Regions from separate parts of the Oncorhynchus mykiss genome. Here region 1 is linked to region 2. Evidence: chromatin contacts called from public Hi-C data. All regions are on one chromosome and are shown on one strand. The core of a region is the stretch at or near the end of the contact, and the rest is flanking DNA. Distances in the headings are between cores, read along the strand shown.

Evidence for each region. Hi-C and Micro-C count contacts between places; a contact is called where the count stands out from the background.
Region 1: a Hi-C map of liver shows a contact between it and region 2, with 3 times the contacts expected there. The contact joins the promoter of mfsd9 here to the promoter of mgat4a in region 2. A contact is called at or near these places in 2 of 3 Hi-C or Micro-C datasets (blood and liver).

What each region holds. Positions count from the first base shown.
Region 1 is chr22:8,171,438-8,177,648 of USDA_OmykA_1.1, reverse strand. It overlaps mfsd9 (major facilitator superfamily domain-containing protein 9), which reads left to right and starts at 3,771. Exons shown (of 6, transcript XM_036958616.1): 1 at 3,771-4,380; 2 at 6,180-6,211. The coding sequence starts at 4,294.
Region 2 is chr22:8,024,613-8,031,161 of USDA_OmykA_1.1, reverse strand. It overlaps mgat4a (alpha-1,3-mannosyl-glycoprotein 4-beta-N-acetylglucosaminyltransferase A), which reads right to left and starts at 3,246. Exons shown (of 17, transcript XM_036958610.1): 1 at 3,048-3,246; 2 at 2,002-2,541. The coding sequence starts at 2,095. creg2 (protein CREG2) reads right to left here and starts at 5,799. Exons shown (of 4, transcript XM_021578789.2): 1 at 5,246-5,799; 2 at 4,941-5,110; 3 at 4,696-4,809; 4 at 3,638-4,543. The coding sequence starts at 5,680. The coding sequence ends at 4,402. cracdla (mucin-5AC) reads right to left here. Exons shown (of 12, transcript XM_021578787.2): 12 at 6,136-6,549.

The DNA of each region.
Region 1 (6,211 bases), core at 2,522-5,021, 150 kb before region 2:
GATATCATACGCACATACATCCACACACACAGTAGATATCATACGCACATACATACACACGAACAGTAGATATCATACGCACATACATCCACACACACAGTAGATATCATACGCACATACTTCCACACAAACAGTAGATATCATACGCACATACATCCACACAAACAGTAGATATCATACGCACATACATACACACGAACAGTAGGTATCCTAAACACATACTGTATCATTACCCAGCCGACAAAGATTATGGAGACCATGAGAAGCACTCCCTGTCCTCCCCCAAGATTAGGGAGGCCGTGAGAAGTACTCCCTGTCCTCCCCCAAGATTAGGGAGGCCGTGAGAAGTACTCCCTGCCCTCTCCCATATCTCTCAGTGGCCCCTAGCCAAGGTCAACAGCGAATTTTGCTCATATAATCTGTGTTTAAGATACTATAAATATATTTTGTACAGATATATTGTTTTACCCTAATTCTGACAAAACTACACACATCATTAATGATACTTTTACTGACTAAAACTTCACACATCATTAATAACAATTGTATTATTCGAATCAATTTCATACAATTATATGGTTTCTGGGTGGAATATTCTAATCATTAATTTAAACATATAAATTCCATTAACAGTCACTCTCCAGAGAGATGGAGATAACAGCACATCATACTGTTACTTTTTACATCATTAGTGCTAAGTGACTAGTGCTTTTTGATGTCGGTTCGGTTTTGGTTCCATTATTAAAAAATAATCACGGATTACGATTTTGGTTTTGATTATTTGGGTTGAATGCTGTATTATTTGATTACTTTATTATTTCATTCCGAGTCATCATCTCATCTTTATTGCACTACTGCCTATACTGTCTGACAAAATCACTATTTGTTAGTTCTTCAAAATAAATAAGGCAAACTTGTAATTACATTTTAAGTCATTTAGCAGACACACTTATCCAGAGTGACTAGGGTTAAGTGTCTTGCTCAAGGGCACATAAACTGATTTTTCACCTAGTCATCTCTGGAACAAACAACTTTTTGGTTACTGGTCCAACGCTCTTAACCGCTAGGCTACCTGCCACTGAAAGCCGACTATCAATCACTAAGATCATGCATTTTCAGGTAGAGATACCTTGCGAAGCAACAGCTGCTCTCTATATCCCCTTACGATCACGCATTCTGCTCAACACACATCACTTTAAACACACCAACAGCTGTTTACATTTTGGTACACAATAATTACATTAATTTCCAATGAAATGCTGCGTTTGCCTTGCAGCATTGCGTTGCAGAGGCAGTTGCTGAACGTTCGGTGTGGTACATATGTTGGATTTACCGAACGTATGCGTCAAACGTAGACGGCTAGACAGAAATGGTAGCAGAAGGTAGCAGAAGGATGAGGAACTTTGTGCATACATATCCAGATGATATTGCATACTATTTTTTGCGCAATGACGCTGTCGGTGTGGCAGACGAAAAATAAATACAGACCGGACAAGTAGATGCACAATGGGTTATCGTCATTGTAGTTAATTACAACATTTTATGCGCCAAACAATGCAGAATATTGGCCTGTTGGAAACTACAACTCCCTACTACATAGCAAAGTTATGGCTGGATCTGATCTATCTCCAGAGAAGCTGTGAAATGAGCGCATTGAGCTCACAGATATAAACTAATGAAATGAAATTCAAATAATTGAACCAATGTTGGTCAATTAGTTGTTTAAAAACCAAACAATAACTGAGATTTCGGTTAATTGCCAGCACTATACATCATACTGTTACTTTATTACATCATACTGTTACTTTATTACATCATACTGTTACTTTATTACATCATACTGTTACTTTATTACATCATACTGTTACTTTATTACATCATACTGTTACTTTATTACATCATACTGTTACTTTATTACATCATACTGTTACTTTATTACATCATACTATTACTTTATTACATCATACTGTTACTTTATTACATCATACTGTTACTTTATTACATCATACTGTTACTTTATTACATCATACTGTTACTTCATTATATCATACTATTACTTTATTACACCATACTGTTACTTTATTACATCATACTGTTACTTTATTACATCATACTGTTACTTCATTATATCATACTATTACTTTATTACACACAGACGGAGCGCATTGGCGATCTCAGGCAACAGATTACATTTATGTTGGTCTTTAAAGCACTTCCCATCATGTAAGCCGACGGAGACTGATAGTTTGTACAGAGCTTGTATTTGTGTATGCACCATACATTAGATAGTCTGCTGTGTGTCTCCCCTGCATGTTTAGTGTGTGTGTGTGTGTAGTTATTTGGGAACTATCAGTGTCTCAGCTGTTCAACACAGTGTACACAGCAGCAACCTGATATCCACACTCCACACCCCTTCAGTCCCGCTACACACCATGGGTAAACAAAATTCCACTAGACATACTGTCTATAAACAGAGGCTGACTTAGCTTTCCCACTGTGTGTGTGTGTGTGTGTGTGTGTGTGTGTGTGTGTGTGATCAGATCAGCTAACCTGATACCTTGGGAAAATCTCCATTGCATTTCCTTGATTTGTGCGTAATCTCATCTCCTTTTCAAAATTCATTGGACGAGAAGGTCCCACTGACCTTTTCATCCAATGGGCATTGAGGAGGCGAGGAAAGAGGAGTCAGAGGATGCAGGGAATCAAGGAAATGCAACTAAGATTCTCCCCTGGAGAACTCAACCTCTGGGTCCCTGGGCCTGAAGAAGATGAGAATGAGGAAGAGAATGCCTTCATCTACCTGCTATGACAGTGTGAAATATGCCAGTGATAAGTCTGTAAGTCCATATCTTTGATGAAACAGATGCTAGAAAAGTGGAATGCATAGTGAGAAGGGGCAGCATTTAATGTTCCAGCCGAGTCCAGTAGGTGGAGTAATAGCAACCGTAAACTGTTCCTACTTTTACCACTTACCCAATCACAGACATGCCTTTATTGTATGCTACAGTGTTATTGCATTTTATGAACAATCTTTCTACCTGTGACAATGTGGCTTTGTGCCAACATTGCACAGTCAGAACATGTAATTCTCAGCAAGTGCAACTCAATGGTAAATACCTGTAGTACACTGAAAATAATATTTGATGCTGGATCTATTTGTATATATTCAAGTTGACTGCCAGACAGTGACCACCATGCTGTAAGTAAAACACCTGGCTTTACCTGGAAGATTGCTGTCCAGTGCATGCCATATGTCCCTTGGCTGTCAGACACATAACTTTATTTATCACACTACCTATTTAAGTAATGACTTAATAATTGCAAGCAGGTTTGTGCAGTGATACCAAGTGAGACTGAATGTATGCAGAATAACAAAGAGTCCCGAATATAACAATAGATACTTTCTATTATATTGTATATATGATTTTATATTATATTCTAGGCTGAGTGTCTTGTTCCCATCAGAGCTGTATGGTGCCCTTGTGACTGACAACAATATTAAAATACAGCGCTTGGCCTTGTCTGACGTCAGGTCGATACCATCTGGTAGAGCTCTCGTTGCGCCAAATGGGAAGAGATGAGACCTCAGCAGCTCAAACATTTTTTTAATCCACATTGATTAAATGTAGGCTATTTTCTGTCGAATATGAAAATATTGGCAATTCATCAACAGAATGACTTGAGGTTCTCGGGAAGTTGAATCGAACAAGAACATCCCTGAAGAGAGCGATTATCGCACGGACCGGGGGGTGTTCTTTGTTATGGCCACAGAGTTTCTACACCCATAGGCGCAACATCGCGAGACTTCCAGGAACTCTTGCGGAACAGACCAAACAGACTACGCCGATGTTTGGGGTTGAGAAGTCAATGAAAGAAGTGAAAACATATTCCTTAGTTGTTAATCTTCTCGAAATCTAATTGCACAACCTAGATTCAAGGCAATATATTAAGTAGTTTAATATGTTGTGACTTCAATCTCGTGAAAGTGACAAACTTATAGCTTTTAAATGTCTTCAAAAAGTACTTTATATCGAAGAGGTGCCGTTTTTTTGATGGCGTGCACATGCGCAGTTCTGCAGGAGACGAACGTTAGACCCGATGACGTGTTTCTACGCATGAGTTTAGCTAGCCAACGTCGCCATGACATCGCCTACAATTGTGATCATGGATTTCTATTGGAGAAGCAGTTGTAGCCTATCTTCATACTGTACTGTCTTCGTTATGGTTGATCGGCATTGTAACAGCCAGTGAGCGCTTCCGCATTGACAATCGGTGAGCTGTCATTGCGGGAGAATGAATAACGCGAAATGTAGCATATTAAATCAGATACCAAGGAGACGAAAGCGGATTATACAATGTGTCTATGTGGTGGGGTTCATGGTAAGTGCAACATAACCTTTGTTGAACATGTGGCTACATTTGAGAACGTTTGGTATTGCTGTCATTCTTTCATTTCTTTCCTAAAAGGTTATAGAACAGCAGTCACTTTGGACACAACCTTACGGTTGAGGCAAATGAGTGGCGATGACATCAGTTTATTGATCTGTTGGCTGTAGTCAATTGTACAGAGGCTACATCATGACATTAGGGGCTTTAAACTATGTAAAATATTATTCTGGTTTAGGCGGCTCCTTGCTCCATCATGACATTTGAGAACCTGACCTGCAGCTGTATTAAACAGCCTACTCGATTGTTCTCCAGTCACTCAAATGCTGATCCAGCTATTTTAGAAGAGGCGGGTTGAGCCCTATCATAGCACTGTCAAAACAACCTGTCCAGCAGAATCCAGTCCTTGGAAATCTGAGTTCGCCTCAGAAGGATTTGTTATTCTGAGATGCTCAGGGTGTTCACAAGAACATCACACTGACTCTGTAAAACTCAGTAGGATAAACATAAATATCCTGTTGTACAGGATTAGATTGATGTAATGTTTATTTAATCTGATGTGGATTTTGGACTGGACACACACTTAGCATAATGTAAACTCACAGAACTGGAGTGACACAGATCATTTTGAAGACATTATATTGGGGAATGCTAAACGTTTTCTGTGTGTAATGCTATCCAGATAAAAGGAATGGAAGTGAATGCTGCAGAACATCTCATGAACATCTCATGAACATTCTCACCCAAAGAATATTCCCCTGTGAACGCTCTCTCTCTCTCTCTCTCTCTCTCTCTGTCTCTCTCTCTGTCTCTCTCTCTCTCTCTCTCTCTCTCTCTCTCTCTCTCTCTCTCTCTCTCTAACACTATTTATTTATTTGACATTTTAGTCATCTAGCAGATGCTCTTATCCAGAGCAATTAGGGTTAAGTGCCTTGCTCAAGGGCACACACACCGTATGTTTGTGCCCAGTTTGAATACAGAAGTAGAGTTTGAACTGAGGAAAATCAAACAGTTAGTTTAATGGGTGGGGCTGTGAGACAGCAGGAGCTACAGTGTGACTTCAATCAAGTCTCTGGCAAGAGCCTCTCTGGAGATGGCCTCATAAATGCAGATTAACAGGTTCGGAGAGTGTCTATTTCTCTCCTCAGGCCCTGAACTCTCTCTGTTGCACACTCACTAAACATCAGGCTAGAAAAAAACTGGTATACCCTAGGTCTCTAGCTGATCTCTCTAACTCCAGCCACAGAGCAGCCATGAAGATACCAGCCCATCCACAGAGAAGAAACTATCTCCAACAACACTGGTGGTTTGTCATGCAGTTGCTTCACTATGTTTGATTCAGTCATTGTCCTTTTGAATAAATCAGTTCCACAGACAAAACAACTGAATCTCTAATGCCTCATTACCCTGCTGAATATAAGTTGCAGCGTTTGTGAACCCCACCCTTTATAAACAGTTAGAACATTTTAAAGCAAGGGCACACACACATGCACTAACGTTGATGCATGCTGAATATTAGAAAGGGTAATTTGTCAGGCCGGTCACATTAACCCTTAATGTTATTGATAGGTCAACCCTATTGATAGGTCAACCTCTGATCATGATACACATCATTCAACTGCTTCCTGGATTTTTGTTTTTGGTCATTGTTTGTTTACGTGTCTATTTATTGTCTATGACAATGCGGTTACTGTAGCTCAACAGGGTTTAAACTGAATGTACACCTACTGCGGTCACTCAAGTCTTTGGTGTCATTCATCATTTTTTTTTCTTCTTCTCTCTCTCCTCACCAGGACCTGTTTGGGGTGAGCATGATCATTCCCCT
Region 2 (6,549 bases), core at 1,997-4,496:
TAACTTAAGGGGGCTGAATAATTTTGCACGCCCAATTTTTCAGTTTTTGATTTGTTAAAAAAGTTTGAAATATCCAATGTCGTTCCACTTCATGATTGTGTCCCACTTGTTGTTGATTCTTCACAAAAAAATACAGTTTTATATCTTTATGTTTGAAGCCTGAAATGTGGCAAAAGGTCGCAAAGTTCAAGGGGGCCGAATACTTTCGCAAGGCACTGTATATATATCAATGTCGTCGCTCTTGCTGCTGGCGATTCTGAGCCACCTCTACGCAGACAAAACCATTCTGTATACATCTGGCCCTTCTTTGGACACTTAAACCTCCAAACAAGCTTCAATGCCATACAATACTCCTTCTGTTGCCTCCAACTGCTTTTAAACGCTAGTAAAACTAAACACATGTTCTTCAACCGATTGCTGCCCGCACCTGCCCGCCCGACAAGCATCGCTACCCTGGACGGTTCGGACTTAGAATATGTGGATAACTACAAATACCTAGGTGTCTGGTTAGACTGTAAACTCTCCTTCCAGACTCACAATAAGCATCTCCAATCCTAAATTAAATCTAGAATCGGCTTCCTATTTCACAACAAAGCCTCCTTCACTCATGCTGTCAAACATACCCTTGTAAAACTGACCATCCTACCGATCCTTGACTTCGGTGATGTAATTTACAAAATAGCCTCCAACACTCTACTCAGCAAATTGGATGTAGTCTATCACAGTGCCATCTTTTTTGTCACCATCGCCCCATATACTATACACCACTGCGACCTGTATGCTCTCGTTGGCTGGCCCTCGCAACATATTCGTCGCCAAACCCACTGGATCTAGGTCATCTACAAGTCTTTGCTAGGTAAAGCCCCGCCTTAGCTCACTGGTCACCATAGCAACACCCACCCGTAGAAAGCGCTCCAACAGGTATATTTCACTAGTCATCCCCAAAACCAACACCTACTTTGGCCGCCTTTCCTTCCTTTCCTCTGCTGTCAATGACTGGAAAGAATTGCAAAAAAAAAAAAAAAAAAAAAAAAAAAATCACTGAAGCCTTATAACTCCCCCACTAACTTTAAGCATCAGCTGTCCGAGCAGCTTACTGATCACTGTACACAGACAATCTGTAAATAGCACACCCAACTACCTCATCCCCATGTTATCTTATGCTCTTTTGCACCCCAGTATCTCTACTTGCACATCTATCACTCCAGTGTTAATGCTAAGTTGCAATTATTTCACCTCTATGGCCTATTTATTGCCTTACCTTCCTAATCGTACTACATTTGCACACACTGTACATAGATTTTTTTCTATTGTGTTATTGACTGTAGGTTTGTTTATTCCATGTGTAACTTGTTTTTGTCGCACTGCTTTGCTTTCTCTTGGCCAGGTCGCAGGTGTAAATGAGAACCTGTTCTCAATTGGCCTACCAGGTTAAATAAAAGGTTAAATATATTTTTTTAAATACATAAAAATTGAGTGAAAAACATTCCCAGAAGAGTGGATGCTGTTATAGCAGCAAAGGGGGGGACAAAGTCCATATTAAATGCTCGTGATTTTGGAATGAGATGTGGACACATGCTGGTGGAACATACTGTACATGACCAAAAGTATGTGGACACCCTAGGGTCACGCACTATTTGTAAATGTATAAATAATTATTCAAAAACATAAAATATCCTCAAACCATCTAAAAAAAAAAAAAATTAAATACCGTGATATATGCTGGCCATATCGCACAGCCCTAGTTTTGAAGATGCTAAAGTATTATACAGCCAACAAGAACCTCATATGAAGTGCCTGTCTGTTCGTCTATCTATCAGTCACTACAGTAAGTTCGGTTATAAAACGTGTTGGTAGCTAGCCAGCCTGCTTTCCATCTACCAGTCAAACAGCTGTCAAAAACGTTAGCTAGCTAGGTTAGTCAGCTGTCAGTTATTGATTTATAGTAATGCAGTGGGAACAGCTAGTGGCTAGTTAACACAACAGCGTTCGCTTGCTTACCTTTGCCATTCTGCCAGGCTGTGTACCAAGACAGGCTGAGAAACGACGTGAAGAAAATGATAGCAGTGGCAACCGTTCCATTTCTGAGCCTCATCTCATTTCAGCGATTCTCTCAACGAAGCGCGGGGACCCCGGGGCCGGCGTGCCTCACTCAATGCCTTCAGGGTTTTCAATCCAGGCAGAGGTGCGTACATACAGTAACTCGCCTCGGGTAGTAAAGGAACTGAGGTTTGAGAAACTGGGCTGGCTTTAAATGTGGATTTTGTCTTTCCTAATCGTTCCCGGTCTGTCGCAGTGACTTGTCGATCTCTTTCCCTCTCGCTTGAGGGTGGCCAGTCACGAGGCAACCCTTCCTACACCGAGGCTTCTGCGCGTTCTACAATCTGAATCTCCCCGTGATGTGAGCATGGTCGGGCGGTATGCTTATTCACCTCCACTCAGTGGCAGTCGCTGCACAAAATGATGGAGAAACGGAAGATTAAAGATCCTGAACCTTAGTGTTGACGGTACGCCTCCTTGAACTTCTGCACTCTGATGATTCTGGGGATGGCAAGAGTAAGCACAATCAACTGGTTTGACACGAAGAGAACATCTGCATTAATCTAGATATCGTTATTTTCTACTTATCAAAGTTAAGCAGCAAACACTGAAAAAAAAATAATACTAACTTTATCTCGTTACTGTAGCTGGCACATTTAGAAGCTAGAGGGTAAGAGTTAAGGCCAGTCTTTTCTAGGAACCAGACCAATATGTGGTGGCTATGCTTCTCCACAGACCTTAACTAGTATCGTATTTACATTTGAGTCATTTAGAAGGAGCTCTTATCCAAGATAAGGTTAAATAGATTCATTAAGACACTGACTTAGTTACACCTACAGTAGCGGCTGGCAGGCTAATACATAGCTAGCTAGCTACGGTACCTGTCTGATTAGACGCTGGTTATACTATTGACGCTTCTTGAACATGAACTGATTAGCTAGCGTTAGCTACGTGATAGATAGCTAAATGGCAGTATAACAATTAAAAACGACGTTTGCTACACTTACCCTCTGGTACACTGTTGCAGTCTGAAATATGTGTATTCTCGAAGTTGACCAAATTCGTGTTTTGTCACGAATAATCATTGATTGGGGGGAAAACTCCTTTATCTGCAAACCATTCTGTCAGACAACGCCAGCGGTCTGCCAAGGCACGAGGCGCCGCCCACTCAAGACGCCGGTTGTTGCCGAGCATCAACACACCGCGAACTTGCGCAGCATTTATGGGATGCGCGAGTAAAACACACGCATCTCTTTCAGCATCAAAATGACAAAATATACCGTTTGTCAAAAAAAACTGCTACCTTTTTTTATAACTAAATATATGAAGCACTACTTTAGGACTGATGGGTCGAGCATTTATTTTGCGGCCTATCATTTTTGTTTATGTCTAAAGAGCGCCACCGTGCGTTCATACGATCATTCTACAGCTGCTAGAGAAATATGCATCTTAAGCATTGCATAATTATGCAGAGCATACCTAAATTAAGTGACCTAATGATTAAAAAAAATAGAACACTATCAGCTTTACTGGTAGAAAACACAAGCACATAATGCTTCAAAGATACAGCGAGTGAAAGATTGGGAGGACATTTCAATTATTTGACCAAATCATTTGTATTATGTTCCCAACATTGCATGTACAGTTTTACAATCTATAACAATGTATCATTCAACTTCTGCTTCAGATCATGCACAATGTCATTGACATGTACATTTTAAAAGATGTTTTCTTCAAACTCAGCACAAAATAGAAATGTGAATTGACAGTATGCGGCACTCAACAACATTCAATATCAAAGTCAAGATCTATTGCCCACCAGAGTCTACTTTAAGTGGATTGTTGATTTGTCATTTTCTAGCTGTTGAACCGAAGATTGTGAAAAAGCTTGGTGGTAGCATTGGGGGAAAAAAATTCAAAGCAAATAAACCATTCTGTACATTCAACAACATCTTTACATAAATAGGAACAATCTATATCTACTTGTCTTTATATTCACATTCTGTAGAAGCTTTCCCTTGAACTGTGGAAGCACTTTAATCAGTTAGTGCAAACTGGTTGATATGGGGGACATCTTAAATGTAGTTGTTACCTCTACATGCACCATGGTTAGACCACTCACACTCAGCCTAGAGAAGATCTAGAACTGAAAATCCCCACTCCCCATTTCTCTTAAAAAATATTCCAGAACTAGAGCTTTTAGATCCTCCCATTCTGTTATGTGTTTGAGTGGTGATGAATATGGTCTGAGGACAGCTGTTGTGGCACCTAGAGATGCTAACACACTGTCTTGTATTGGTACACGTGTGTCATATTTGGCACTGTGCAGTAAATTAATATAAACTGTGGATGAAGTTCCTCTCAGTAGGGTGTGGCTTTGAAGTAGTCTTCCAGGGGGATGAGTGACACCCCTCCAACCCAATCCTGGAGCCAGACCTGTTTGAGCTCTAGCTTCATAAAGAACCAGTTGTGTCCCACTGGCCATTTCCGCATCACAGGGTGTCTGGAGGGAGAGGACAAAAGACAGCATTATACACACACTAAACAAGCAGGCTATGTGTAGTCCCTGACTTCATTACTGGTGAGAGACAATTGGACAGCCAAACACACACAGAACATGTTCAGGGAGGACGAGTGATAAACATGCACACACACCTAGAGAACATGGCCTCCTGGGCAAACTCCACCTCCTCTGGGCCCACTTCCACCATCTTGCCTGTCAGGGTCAGTCTGGCACAGCGTGGGTCTTCAGGATCAAACACCTGCTGCCTGTGGGAACAGAGCACAATGTGTAACCATCACACACAGCAAGACTTGAAATGTGCCACTTCAACCTAGCACTGGGTGGGGACCCAAGGTTACCCACCCAAGAAAAGGAGGTGGGTGACACTCAGTCCTACCTGCAGAAATCTCCCTCTGCCTCTGAAAATGTGAGAGAGGCAAATGGGAAGCTTCTCAGGTCTGCTACAGAGTTGTCCATCAGCGTGACGTAGAAGTAGACAACTCCTGTACTGTTGTCCATTGGGCCATCACTGACCGAGAAAATATTCCCAAAAGGAAGGCCCTTAATCTGAGGATACAAAATAAAGTTGTTATACAATATGAAAACAAGGCTTAATAGTACATTGAGTGCTAATGTGCTTCATGGAGCAATTGCAATGCTGAGGAGAGGGCACCTTAAGTAAGTCTACAAGCTTTACTGTACCTTGTCTTGAGTGGAAATGGTGGCGAGATGTCCCCAGTCGCTGTAGTGGGCCATGTATCTGGCGGTTCTCGCCGTCTCCTGATGTGGGGGAGGTGAGGGGGCACTGGCGGGCGCTTTCACCTCCTCCATCCGATAGGAGAACACCCTGGACGCAGATGACACGGGCGCTGCATCCTCCTTTTTCGATTTGACGGTTTCTTTGGGCTTCTCCGCACCATTTCGTAACACAGAGGGCGGGTATGCCTGTTTCCACAGCCCGCTGTTGTCCACTAGCAAAGCGGGGGCGACCTCCTCCTCGGAAACGGCGTCCAGCTCTCCCTCCACCACGACATCGTTGGAGGCGACAGCCCAAGATACTGAGTTTCTGAGAGTGTAGCTCTCACAAAGGCACAGCAGCGCGGCAAATAATGCCAGGGAAAGATGATGTGACTTCATCAAACTGCTGGATATCTACTTTCCTTCTCGAGTTCGTCCTTCTGTCTAGGTGTGTGTTTACTGCCTCACGTGTATCTGTGGTGTTTTCATAACACAAGGCGAGGATTGGGCGGAGCCACAAGTTACACAATTGGTAGATGAGAATTGCCACAGCGCCACCCTCTGGTACGCCAAGGAATTATAGAGTGAACGTTGCCCTCCTTTCTATATTGAGAAATTCTCTCAGGCCAGAACTATTACTTTCCTACTGCTCTATGGTATTTTGCAATAGACATTGAACACGAGTCATACATGCTGCTTTAAATTTGTTTTGGCAAATGTTATATTTCTGTGCATTAATATTTCAGTGGTGCTTTCTAAAGATGTATATTTGCTTTGAATATACCCCAAATAGTTTTGAAATGAAATACTTTAACTGCTCTGTTAGTGTGGTCAGCAAAAATAAAATGACAGAAAACATTAGAATTTTTATTATTCATCATAAACAATTAGAGATGAATAGTTAGAACAACACTGGGGCATTTAGTCATATACATAAGCATTTATTATTTTCATAAATATCTTAAACATGATTTATTTCTGAGATATAATTCAAATGTTATTCCAACAATATATCAATAATATTTTCCCCATCTCTAACATAAGCCCAGAGTTTGGGACAAAAATATGTTTGGATCAAAACCAAGAGAGACAGAAAAAGAATTCAGAGATAGTGAACCATTCTACATCATAGTCATCCCATACGCAAACATACAATACAAAAAAATGTCACAAACAAGGCAAGCCTGTACATTCAAGGGAAGGCGATTTTACAGCTTACCTATAGCTTTTGCTTCCAAGGTCAATTCAATTCCACTTCAATGAACTCA